Regions from separate parts of the Mus musculus genome. Here regions 2 and 3 are each linked to region 1. A link is a contact called in public Micro-C data. All regions are on one chromosome and are shown on one strand. Each heading gives the region's core, a stretch centred on a gene start, on an enhancer-like site or on the middle of the called end of the contact. The rest is flanking DNA. Distances are from core to core; before and after follow the strand shown. Region 1 holds the start of Pola1 (polymerase (DNA directed), alpha 1). Region 2 overlaps Pcyt1b (phosphate cytidylyltransferase 1, choline, beta isoform). Region 3 overlaps Pcyt1b (phosphate cytidylyltransferase 1, choline, beta isoform).

Region 1 (3,159 bases), core at 445-2,944:
GCCTATGCCTTGTACTTGCATAATAAATGTTTGCTGAACAAACCAATATACCAGATTTTTTTATCATTAAAGCCTCCAATGACTTTCTATACACAATGGCAGCTAATTACACGCCTTGCTACATTTTGCTGACACTGTCCAGGTGTCCCACCTTCCAACATAAAAAGCCTGGAATTTTTTTTTAAAGCAATGTCTTTAACGCTGTGTGAATTAGCAAAAAAAAAAAAAAAAAAACAAAACAAAACAAAAAAAACAAACAAAAACAAACAACAACAAAAAAAAAAACACCACACACACACAGACACAAGACAATGGGGGAAAACACAAAGATTGAAATAATGTTTTCAAATCACCACTTGGGAGTACTTCTACCCTCCCCCAAAGCAGGCAGGGACAGTAACCTGAAGCGGTCTTCCACATAACAATCTTTTGGCATGCTTTAAAGAAAAATTCCAGTCACAAGTCCCCAGAAAATACTTAATCAACACTGTGACTTAAGAGGGGTCTCAAGATTGCACAGTATCCTCCAAAGAGTGATTTCTTGATGTGCACAGATGGCGTACAGTTTTTTAGGGTGAAAAAAGGACTTAGAAGCAAATGACTGATAGAGGCTGCAGACTGTTCATGTACTTACATCCCACAGCCCATTTGTAATCCAAGCTAGTCAACTCTCCAAAATAATTTGTCTGAGAGAGGAGAGAGAGAGAGAGAGAGAGAGAGAGAGAGAGAAACCTGTGATTTTAAAACTAGCTGAATGCAAAAGAAACTGATTACGAAGCAAGATCTCATTAATGGCAATGCACAGTGAATGGCAGGACATGTGACACTTGGTTAAGAAAGTATCTGATTTTAAGTTAGAACTGAAGTTAAGTCATACTTTAGCTGAACACCGTTTAAAATCAGAATCAGACAAGGCCATCTGCATTTTTGAACTCTACTTCTGGAAATAAAAAATTACTACTCACAAAATGCCTGATATATAGGGCATCCGAAATGCTACTCAACTGATACTTTTTTTCAAACCTCACCCAAAATGACTAGACCTGAACAGTATTTCTATGTAGCACTTGAAGAACTTCCCGTAGAACCTAAAAAAATCTTAACGAAATGCATCTATATCTGGTGACAGCACTTCCATCTCTCACTTCAATGACAATGCTAACAATTTTCCTGGGACTTCCTAGAAACGGAGGCACAGGCATGCTCCAAACCCTCAAACCGAGACCTGCCAAGGGAGCATAGAAACAGTTTCAGGCAGGAGAGAGCAATCCCTGCCGAGGCAGGTTGCCATGGAAGTTGTAACCCACACGTGCTTGCGACTCATCAAAGAAAATGAAAAGAGCCAACGACTGTGAAGCCTGTCATAAGAGAAAGAAACCGCTCAAGCCAAAATACCTTCAGCAAGTGACCCCATCAGGAAGCCCCGTCCCACACCCCTAGGGTCTCCGCCCAGAATGATTAAGGTTGGCGGTCAAACAGACCTAAGGGGCGGTCTAGGAGCGCGCCACCTTCTTAAGGATAAAAAGCAGAGACCTTCCGCTCCCCCTCGATCATACCGCGACCCCCACATTCCCAACCACGTGCCCTAAGCATGGGATCCTCCCTCACCGCTTGCCTCCAGTTTACAGTCCTCTTCGTGCATGGGCGCCATGGTCCGATAGTCTCTCTATTCCGCGCCAACCAGCCTGAAACTGGCGCGGAGGCCAAGATAGGCGCCAGTACGAAAGCCAATCAGCGGCCTGGAAGACTGCGGACTTCCGCCCGGAAGGCCACTGACGTGCGGCGCTGAGCCGCGCCCCGCCCCCGGCCTTCCCGCGGGAGTGCATTTGGCGCCCTGTGATGACCCCTGAGCGAAAAGCGGGAACCTCGGCGAGGACCGGGGAGACCTGGAGAAGGAGGCGGTCGGGAGCTGAAAAGAAACCTCCTAAAGGCACTGCGCAAGCGCATGCACGCTATTTTAACAATCCGTAGGACGCATGGGAAAAGGGGTTCTCTGGTCACGAGAGATATTTTCTGGGAAAAGAAGTGCGGGCGGGTATAAATTGTCTCTCAATTGCTGCCCTCCATCTCTGCCCCCGGCCCCAAAAGAGTGACTTCTTCGACAAATACAATCTGATTCTTGCCCTGTACCTTGTCTCTCTGAGTGTTATCCACCAAAACGTATTTCCCTCAAGCACATAGCTGAAGTGACAGCCTCCAAATGTAACAATCTTACTTCATGACTCACTCCTGATGTGATACAATTGAAAAAGTAACAAAATAACTTGTGTGTTTTGGATTTGTTTTATTTGCTTAGTTCTTTTAAGACAGTTGTTGACAAAAAATAACACTCACCTCAAAGCGGGTGAGGGAGGTTAATCAGTAAACTTTACTCTTGGGAGGCTGAGACAAGAGGGTGGTAACTTTGAGCCCAAAATGAACTTCTAAGTTTGAAGCCAAAGAAGTTCATGCCTCAAAAAGAATGAGAGTTGGATAGACAGAAAGAGAAGCAAAGAAAAAAAAAAGAGGGAAAGTTTAATGAACAAACATCAAAAGGAAATGGTAAATGAATGTTGTCTTAGGCTTTTACTGCTGTGAACAGACACCATGACCAAGGCAAGTCTTACAAAGGACAATATTTAATTGGGGCTGCCTTGCAGGTTCAGAGGTTCAGTCCATTATCATCAAGACAGGAGCATGGCAGCATACAGGCAGGCACAGTACAAGAGGAGCTAAGAGTTCTACATCTTCATCTGAATGTTGTTAACAGAATACTAAGTTCCAAACAGCTAGGAGTAGGGTCTTAAAGCCTCACAGTGACACACCTACTCCAACAAGGCCACACCTCCCTAGGCTAAGCAGATACAAACCGTCACACATGTGTACATACCTAATTGCAAAAAATATATCAAATATTTAGGCCTATAAAACCCATTCCCAAAATGTGTCTTTTGCAAAGATGATTGACTTATAAATGTTTTCTGTTTATAATGCTCTTTTTAATATTGGGAGGATTTAAAGTTCAGGTGGAGTCAGGCTTGGGATTTGAATTATATAACTTTTATATAACTTTGGACTACTTTCAGAGACCTGAGTTTCTTCTTTTATAAGTTGCTTCTACTTATCTAAGGAATTATTGTGAAATTTAGTTGAAATAATATCTGTACAATTCCATTAAGA
Region 2 (3,159 bases), core at 292-2,791, 120 kb after region 1:
TGGGGTCCTGGCCTCTCCAGCTTCTTTGGCATATTAGCAATTCTCATATCTCTCCCCACCCCTGGAAACCAAGTGCTGACTCTCCATGTAAACAACAGGGGTGTAGTTGTAATATGGTGTATGGCCCATGTCTGCCACAAATTGTCAGGATAACCCAGAGACAAAGATAAACCAGGCTTGTGACAGACACAGTGTGGCTTCTGACATGCTGTGGGTGGGGGAGACTCAGCCATTCTATGACCTAGGCTACAAGATACTGCGGTTACACTGGTGGGTTGTGGCCACAGGAAGAACATGGCTTATTTTCCCTCAGTCTTCAGGACTTTTTAAAATGCCCAGTCCTACTCCACAGATGAGACTGGTTTTCAGGCATCTACTCAGCAACTCCAGTCTTGTCCTAACCATCTGATGAGGAAGGAAGGAAGGAAGGAAGGAAGGAAGGAAGGAAGGAAGGAAGGAAGGAAGTGAGCAAGAGATAAGTGAGCTCATTAGGCAAATTTTTTACTTCTCCTCTTCTCTAGTTTTCTGTTGTGTCGCTGCAGTGTGTCTGGGGACAAAGCCATAAGAAGCCTATCTACTTAAAATTCTGCTGTACATAGAAGCCGAGGGCTTGTCTGGATTCAAGAATGATCTTATGCCCAAGCATTTGCTCTGGTGCTGAATAGTGCAAACTACTGGAACCACCCCAACCCTACCACTGAAACCCCTAGACCCAATCCAGTCTCCTGATCCCCAATGGACCACAGTATTCCCAACTTGTTTATAAATAAAGGGACGCAGAGTCACACTTTGGTTGCCTTGTTTATTGTGTGTTGCTGTGTTCCTACCCAGGAGTTCAAGTTGAATGTGCAAAATGCATGCACTCTAGCAGTTGTAGTCACTGCCTGCCCAGCTGTGGCTTCAGCACTTGGAAGGCTTTACCACCCCTTGCTTTCTGCTGAATGGAGCCAAGTCTGGGAGTTGCCAAACGGCAGCCTGCACTGTCCCCCAGCGTTCTCCAAGCTACCACGCTGACCAGGAGAAAAGGCTCACTTCTCACAAAGTAGAAAGCCTCCTGGGATCCCCACAACCTGCAGCGTTGGTTGATGATCTCGCCTCCACATTTGTAGCATGGAGATATAAGGCTCTCAGGGTCCATCTACTGTTATTATTTTGCTATGTTTCTTTAATTTTTAAAATCAGCATAAAATGGTTTTATTATAGCATGTGTGTGCATGCAAGTGGATGCCCGAGGTTAACTTTGGTGTTGTGTCTCAGGTACCATCCACATTGTTTTAGAGGCAGGGTCTCTCCATGCTCTGGATCACACCAGGAGGCTTAGGCTGGCTGCCTTTGCCTCCCCAGTGCTGGGGTTACATGTGCACCACATCTGTTCTTTGTTATTTAACATGGGTTCTACTGTGCTATCTCCCCAGCTTCTCACATGGCAATTTTATACATATATGCAATTATACATTGTCCTCACTGTCCCCATTCCCTGCTCTCCTAGCGTCCCTCCCACTCTTATCGGCCCCCTTCTTTCCAACTTGGGTGCTCTTCAGCTCTCATGCCCCATGCATTCCACTCCCCTTTCTTATCGCTCCTCTCCTGTGAGCTCCATGGTCAATGAGAGATCCTGTTTCAAAAGATAAGGTGGAGAGCAACTGAAGGAGACACCTAATGTCAACCTACATTATACACACAAATATATATGTAAATACGTAGATTCTGTATATTTAAAAAAACACGCAGTGTTTGTCTTTTGGGAGAGAACTTAAAAATACCAAACCCCAAACCCCTAATCATTCAACCGATTAATGGGCTAATGAATTAACTGGACAATTCTCAAACATAAATGGCCACAAGGTATTTGAAAAAGTGTCCAATATCTTTAGCCATGGGGGAAATGCAAACGAAAACTTCTTTGAGATAGCATCTCACTTCAAGAAGAACAGCTACCATCAAGAAAACAAATAACCCATGCTGGTGAAGGTGTGGGGAGGTGAGAAGTGTTCTTCATTGTTGATAGGACTATAAACTGGTGCCACCACTATGGAAATCAGTATGCTGGCTCCTCGTAAACTGAAAATAGAAGGCTTCTCAAGGATAGCTAGGCTTTGACAAGTGGCCAATTCAACTATTTTTCCATCTTAATTCAACTGGGAGCACAGAGACGGAGGCAGAGACACTAAGTCACAGTTCCAAGTGTCAACCCTGAAGGGAGCTGTGGCTGTTGCTCTCAGGGTTTTCATGCATGCCGTTAACCCACACAATTCTGGAGCTTTGAGTAACTCCATCTGGAGCTGGTTAGCTCTGTGAAATGACTGCAGTGCTGAGATTAAAGGTGTGCACCACCGGCAGCACCACTCGGTGACACTTTCCAAACTGTACAACAATTCACATTCATCAAAGTATACCCAGTGAACAGATTCTTCAAGAAACCACCTAACACCAGGAAGTGGTAGCCTTGAATCTTCCCATCTCTGTCAAGAGCTGGGATTACAAGCCTGCACTGCTATGCTCACTAACTACTGAGTCTTTTGTCTGGTTAGAAAAAAATAAGCAATATTCTGTTTTAACATTTGCTACTAGTGATGACCTTGCTTAATGAAATGTCTCTGGAGTCTTGACGTCCACAACGAAGAGTGAATTGGAAAGGTATAAAGGGAGATGTCTTGGCCAAAGAAGAAGTTGGCAGTAAACATTTGAGTGGATAGTCACGTTTTTGGGACACAAAAGTCCAAAAGCATGCAATCTTTGCTTGTAGTTTGTCAACTTAAGTTCTGTCTCTCCTGTCCTTATCCTTAATTCTTAATGCGCTCTGAAAGAAACATCCTTGTTTGGAGCCTCAAAAGCCTTTATGCACTCCTGTAATCCCAGAATGTAAGAGGTTAGTAGAAGGATTGCCACAAATTTGAGGCCACAAATTAGCAAGCAAGCACCAGGCCAGCCTGGGCTGTACGGCAAGAACCTGTCTCCGAAGGAACATATGAAAATCAATTCTGATTCTACCAAGGAAAAATTTAGAATTATCTATCTTACCAACTAATTGATTGTAACAATGTCTTTGAGATAGAGTACTCTCCCTGGACAGGGCCACCATCTCCAATTCTCACTTAGAGTGGAGAAAAATGGAAAAAAACCCTTAAATTTTAAAAACATTTCCTATTTGAAACCACT
Region 3 (3,159 bases), core at 197-2,696, 65 kb after region 1:
AACATGCAAGTATACTGTTTGGGGATTTCCATCTTGCATTCAGGGAAATATCTTAGGAATGATTCCTTCTTGATACACATATATCTGCCCCAGTCAGATATGTGGTGATGTCTGTCATCACTTCTTCATGTGTACACACACTATAGTTAACAAAATGAGAAAAGGGTACTTCTTGGTGTTGAGCCACATTCTGGGCCTTGTTATCCTCCACTCCATGGATTTCTGCTGGCAGAACTTTCATATCAACTATGTGATTTGGGATTCTACATAATCAATGACCTAATTCCAGACTCTAGTGACTTGTGTATTTCAGACCTATGGTCAACTGTTTTTTTTTTTTTCTATCTTGCAATCAGACTAAACTTTTATGATCATAAATTAAATCTGGATTTAAAATTATCAGAGATGAGAAATAGAATTTTTTATGTTGTCTTTTTTTTTAATTCTCATATTTTTGTTGTCAGTCAGCGATGTATAGTGCATAAGTGCAGGTTTTATGTGTCATTTTTTTTGCACTCCAGTAGTAATTATAACATACATTTTATATTGTATCTGATAGCTATCTTTGTGTGCATGTGCATGCATGTGTGTATGTGTGTGTGTTCAGGTATGGGCATGTAGCTGTGCGTGCATATGCACCTGCTTGCACACACACTTGCAGAAGTCTTGCATTTGGAACTGAAGCTGCCCTTGAATTCCTATGTGGCCTAATCTGGCTTGGGTACTCCTGAGCCTTCTGCTTTGGTCTCTCGAGTACACTCCCAGCTATGTAACAGTTTTTGTTTTAGGTAAATATTTGACAAGTCTCAGTAAAAGAGATTCTGGAAAACAATGGCCAATACACAATGTCCTTTCCTTTGCAAAGCCTTTTGGGAGTATAGCTTTTGTATGACTCTGTGGTACAGTTTACAGTACTGGAACACATGACAAATGGGAAGCCCATTTGCAAGCAATGGTTGGGTGTTTTGAAATCCTAAATTAGGCAGGACTCTTTACTGTGGCCTAGAACCAAATCTGTGGTCTTCCAAGGCCTGTGTACATGTGAAGTCTGGGGCACTGGCCATGGCTTCTTATCCCTTGAAAGTCATCAGTCTTCTGATGAACGATCTCTTGTGTCTCATAGTCCCAACTTTGAATGTGGACTATGGTTCTCCAGGGAGGTGTGGTCTATGGTTCTGATGACACCCACTATTCTAGTCACTTGATTTCTATGAATTGTACATTGAAAAGAATGGGACTTTGGTTACAAATATGAAATGATGGGAAATTGTGCTTGCCTTTTTAATTATTATCTTTTCATGTTCTGATAAGGTCACTCTTCACTTTGGTAGACTGCTGCCCCAGAGTCACCTCTCTTCCCTGCCTTTCTTATTTGTTCTTTTATTTGCCTACCTCCCAGACATCTAGCATCAGTTAACTGTGTAGCTTGTGCTAGAAACACTAGAAAAGGTGAGCTGGATGCCTTAGAGTCTGAGCTGAGGCTTGAGGCTTGACAATGGCTATATGCTTCACTAAGTCAGGGTGAAAATATCTGCCATGTACTGCTACTTCTTCAGTTAATTGTTTGAGTTTCCCCTTCTGGATTATCAGGCATTTCAGTATCTTCTTTCTGTGGTCTCCTCATCCTGTCTAGAAATTTGAATGTTTGCTCAGTTCAGAGGGAGCCAACAAAGACAACTGAGTCTAAAGGATCTATCACTGCTATCTGTGGCTTCTTGTCATCAACTGATATCACTATTGCAGACAGGTCCTATATAGTTTGCTAGACGTTGAACCTATCCTACAGAGTTCTTGTACAAACTAAATGAGCAAATATATTTGACACTTTATATGCATCACTGGGTAGACAATCAAAGACTTAGTTATTACACTGTGTTATTGGGCCCCAATTTCATGTCTTAACAAAAGGCCTATCTCCAGAATATATCAGAGTATCCCAGTAAACATTTGGGCTTTGGTAAAGGTTAAAGAATAGATAGGGACCCTCGTAGACATCTAGATAGGTCAAAGGCCAGATTGGCCGATCCTCTCTTCTCCTAGGTGACTCCAGGTATTTTATTCCCAATTGTTCTGAGGTGAACCTATTGCTTGTATGTAGAGAAAATAGAACTGAATAAGCATAGATTCTTTAGACATTAAATGGTTTATTTTGTGTTGAAAGGGAGTTTTTTTTTTTTAATTATAGTCTGATTTGTTCAGACTGAAACAATATTACTTCAAGTCACGGGAACTAGTTGGTATTTTCCAGGCCCTCACCAAATCTTGTTGAATATAGAGTTTAATTACTTTTAAATTAAAATAATAATGTAATAAAAAAATAATAATTTGTAGGGATAGAGGCCATAAAACAACTTTGTGGAGTCTGATCGCTCCTTCTGCCTTTACATAGGTTCTAGGAACTGAACTTGGGTCGCTGGGCTTGCATGGAAAGCACTGTTATCCACTGAGCCATCCTATTGTTCCAATATAGTATCAAATGCTCAACCCAAGGTCTATTCAGCATCACTTTGAAAGGAAATGTTCTGGAAAGCAGGCTTCAACTTGTTTATTTTTGCATTATCCCTGTTCTTTCAAAAATAAACTTTTCCCATGCCAACTGCAGTTACAGATGCTCATCTGTGTTCATGCTGCACACAGAAGCACACATATGCACTGAGGGGTTCTGTCTGTTTTCCTTCTCTTCAGTCTTCCCATTTCCTTACTTCCAGGCCATGAAAATCAACAGCAAAATGCACAGCACACATAAACTATCTTCATCTTTCAGTACAATTTTCCTCTGTTTTAAATGCCAGCTTTCCCACCCTCTTAATACATCTTCCTTATGAAACAACAACACTTTGTCTAGTAAGCTTTGAGGTTAGTACATAAAAATATTTCTAAATCGTCATTTATTTGAGACTATATGATAAAGATTAACTGTTCATATACACATGTAAATGAAACAGCTGGGTTAAATTCAAATATGTGAAGACTGAAGCAGAGTTCCAGGTTAGCCTGGACTCTATAACAAGTTATAGCTAACCTGGACTAGCATAATCGTAAAACTGTATCTTTAAAAATTCTCACAACAACAACAACAACAACAGCAACAAAACAGAAACAGACAAGAAATCATTAGTATAAGATATTTTCATTTGGGTCTGGAGAGATGGCTCAGTA

What was found. Hi-C and Micro-C count contacts between places; a contact is called where the count stands out from the background.
Region 2: a Micro-C map of the G1E-ER4 cell line shows a contact between it and region 1, with 2.1 times the contacts expected there. The contact joins the enhancer-like site here to the promoter of Pola1 in region 1. A contact is called at or near these places in 7 of 39 promoter capture datasets (the 3T3-L1 cell line, the HPC-7 cell line, embryonic stem cells and 4 more), 6 of 484 Hi-C or Micro-C datasets (the G1E-ER4 cell line, the MC38 cell line, cerebral cortex and 2 more), 4 of 115 datasets of contacts at active chromatin or transcription factors (astrocytes, bone marrow-derived macrophages, large pre-B cells and 1 more) and 3 of 9 other capture datasets (adipose tissue, embryonic stem cells and liver).
Region 3: a contact with region 1 is called in a Micro-C map of the G1E-ER4 cell line, with 2.4 times the contacts expected there. The contact joins the enhancer-like site here to the promoter of Pola1 in region 1. A contact is called at or near these places in 10 of 39 promoter capture datasets (the 3T3-L1 cell line, the C10 cell line, the HPC-7 cell line and 5 more), 16 of 484 Hi-C or Micro-C datasets (the G1E-ER4 cell line, bone marrow-derived macrophages, embryonic fibroblasts and 6 more), 7 of 115 datasets of contacts at active chromatin or transcription factors (the SCID.adh cell line, effector CD8 T cells, embryonic stem cells and 1 more) and 2 of 9 other capture datasets (adipose tissue and embryonic stem cells).

What each region holds. Positions count from the first base shown.
Region 1 is chrX:93,630,461-93,633,619 of GRCm38.p6, forward strand. Pola1 (polymerase (DNA directed), alpha 1) reads right to left here and starts at 1,695. Exons shown (of 37, transcript NM_008892.2): 1 at 1,609-1,695. The coding sequence starts at 1,651.
Region 2 is chrX:93,749,165-93,752,323 of GRCm38.p6, forward strand. It overlaps Pcyt1b (phosphate cytidylyltransferase 1, choline, beta isoform), which reads left to right. Exons shown (of 8, transcript NM_211138.1): 8 at 1-784. Among named protein-coding and RNA genes, the nearest start is that of Gm35641, 11 kb to the left of the region's middle. Within about 2 kb of position 1,542, at least 7 of the 459 cell types and tissues checked have an H3K27ac peak or open chromatin away from gene starts, as enhancers often do. A contact at or near this core is called in the G1E-ER4 cell line, where this site is marked.
Region 3 is chrX:93,696,160-93,699,318 of GRCm38.p6, forward strand. The region is part of intron 1 of Pcyt1b (phosphate cytidylyltransferase 1, choline, beta isoform); the gene reads left to right. Among named protein-coding and RNA genes, the nearest start is that of Pcyt1b, 23 kb to the left of the region's middle. Within about 2 kb of position 1,447, at least 1 of the 459 cell types and tissues checked has an H3K27ac peak or open chromatin away from gene starts, as enhancers often do. A contact at or near this core is called in the G1E-ER4 cell line, where this site is marked.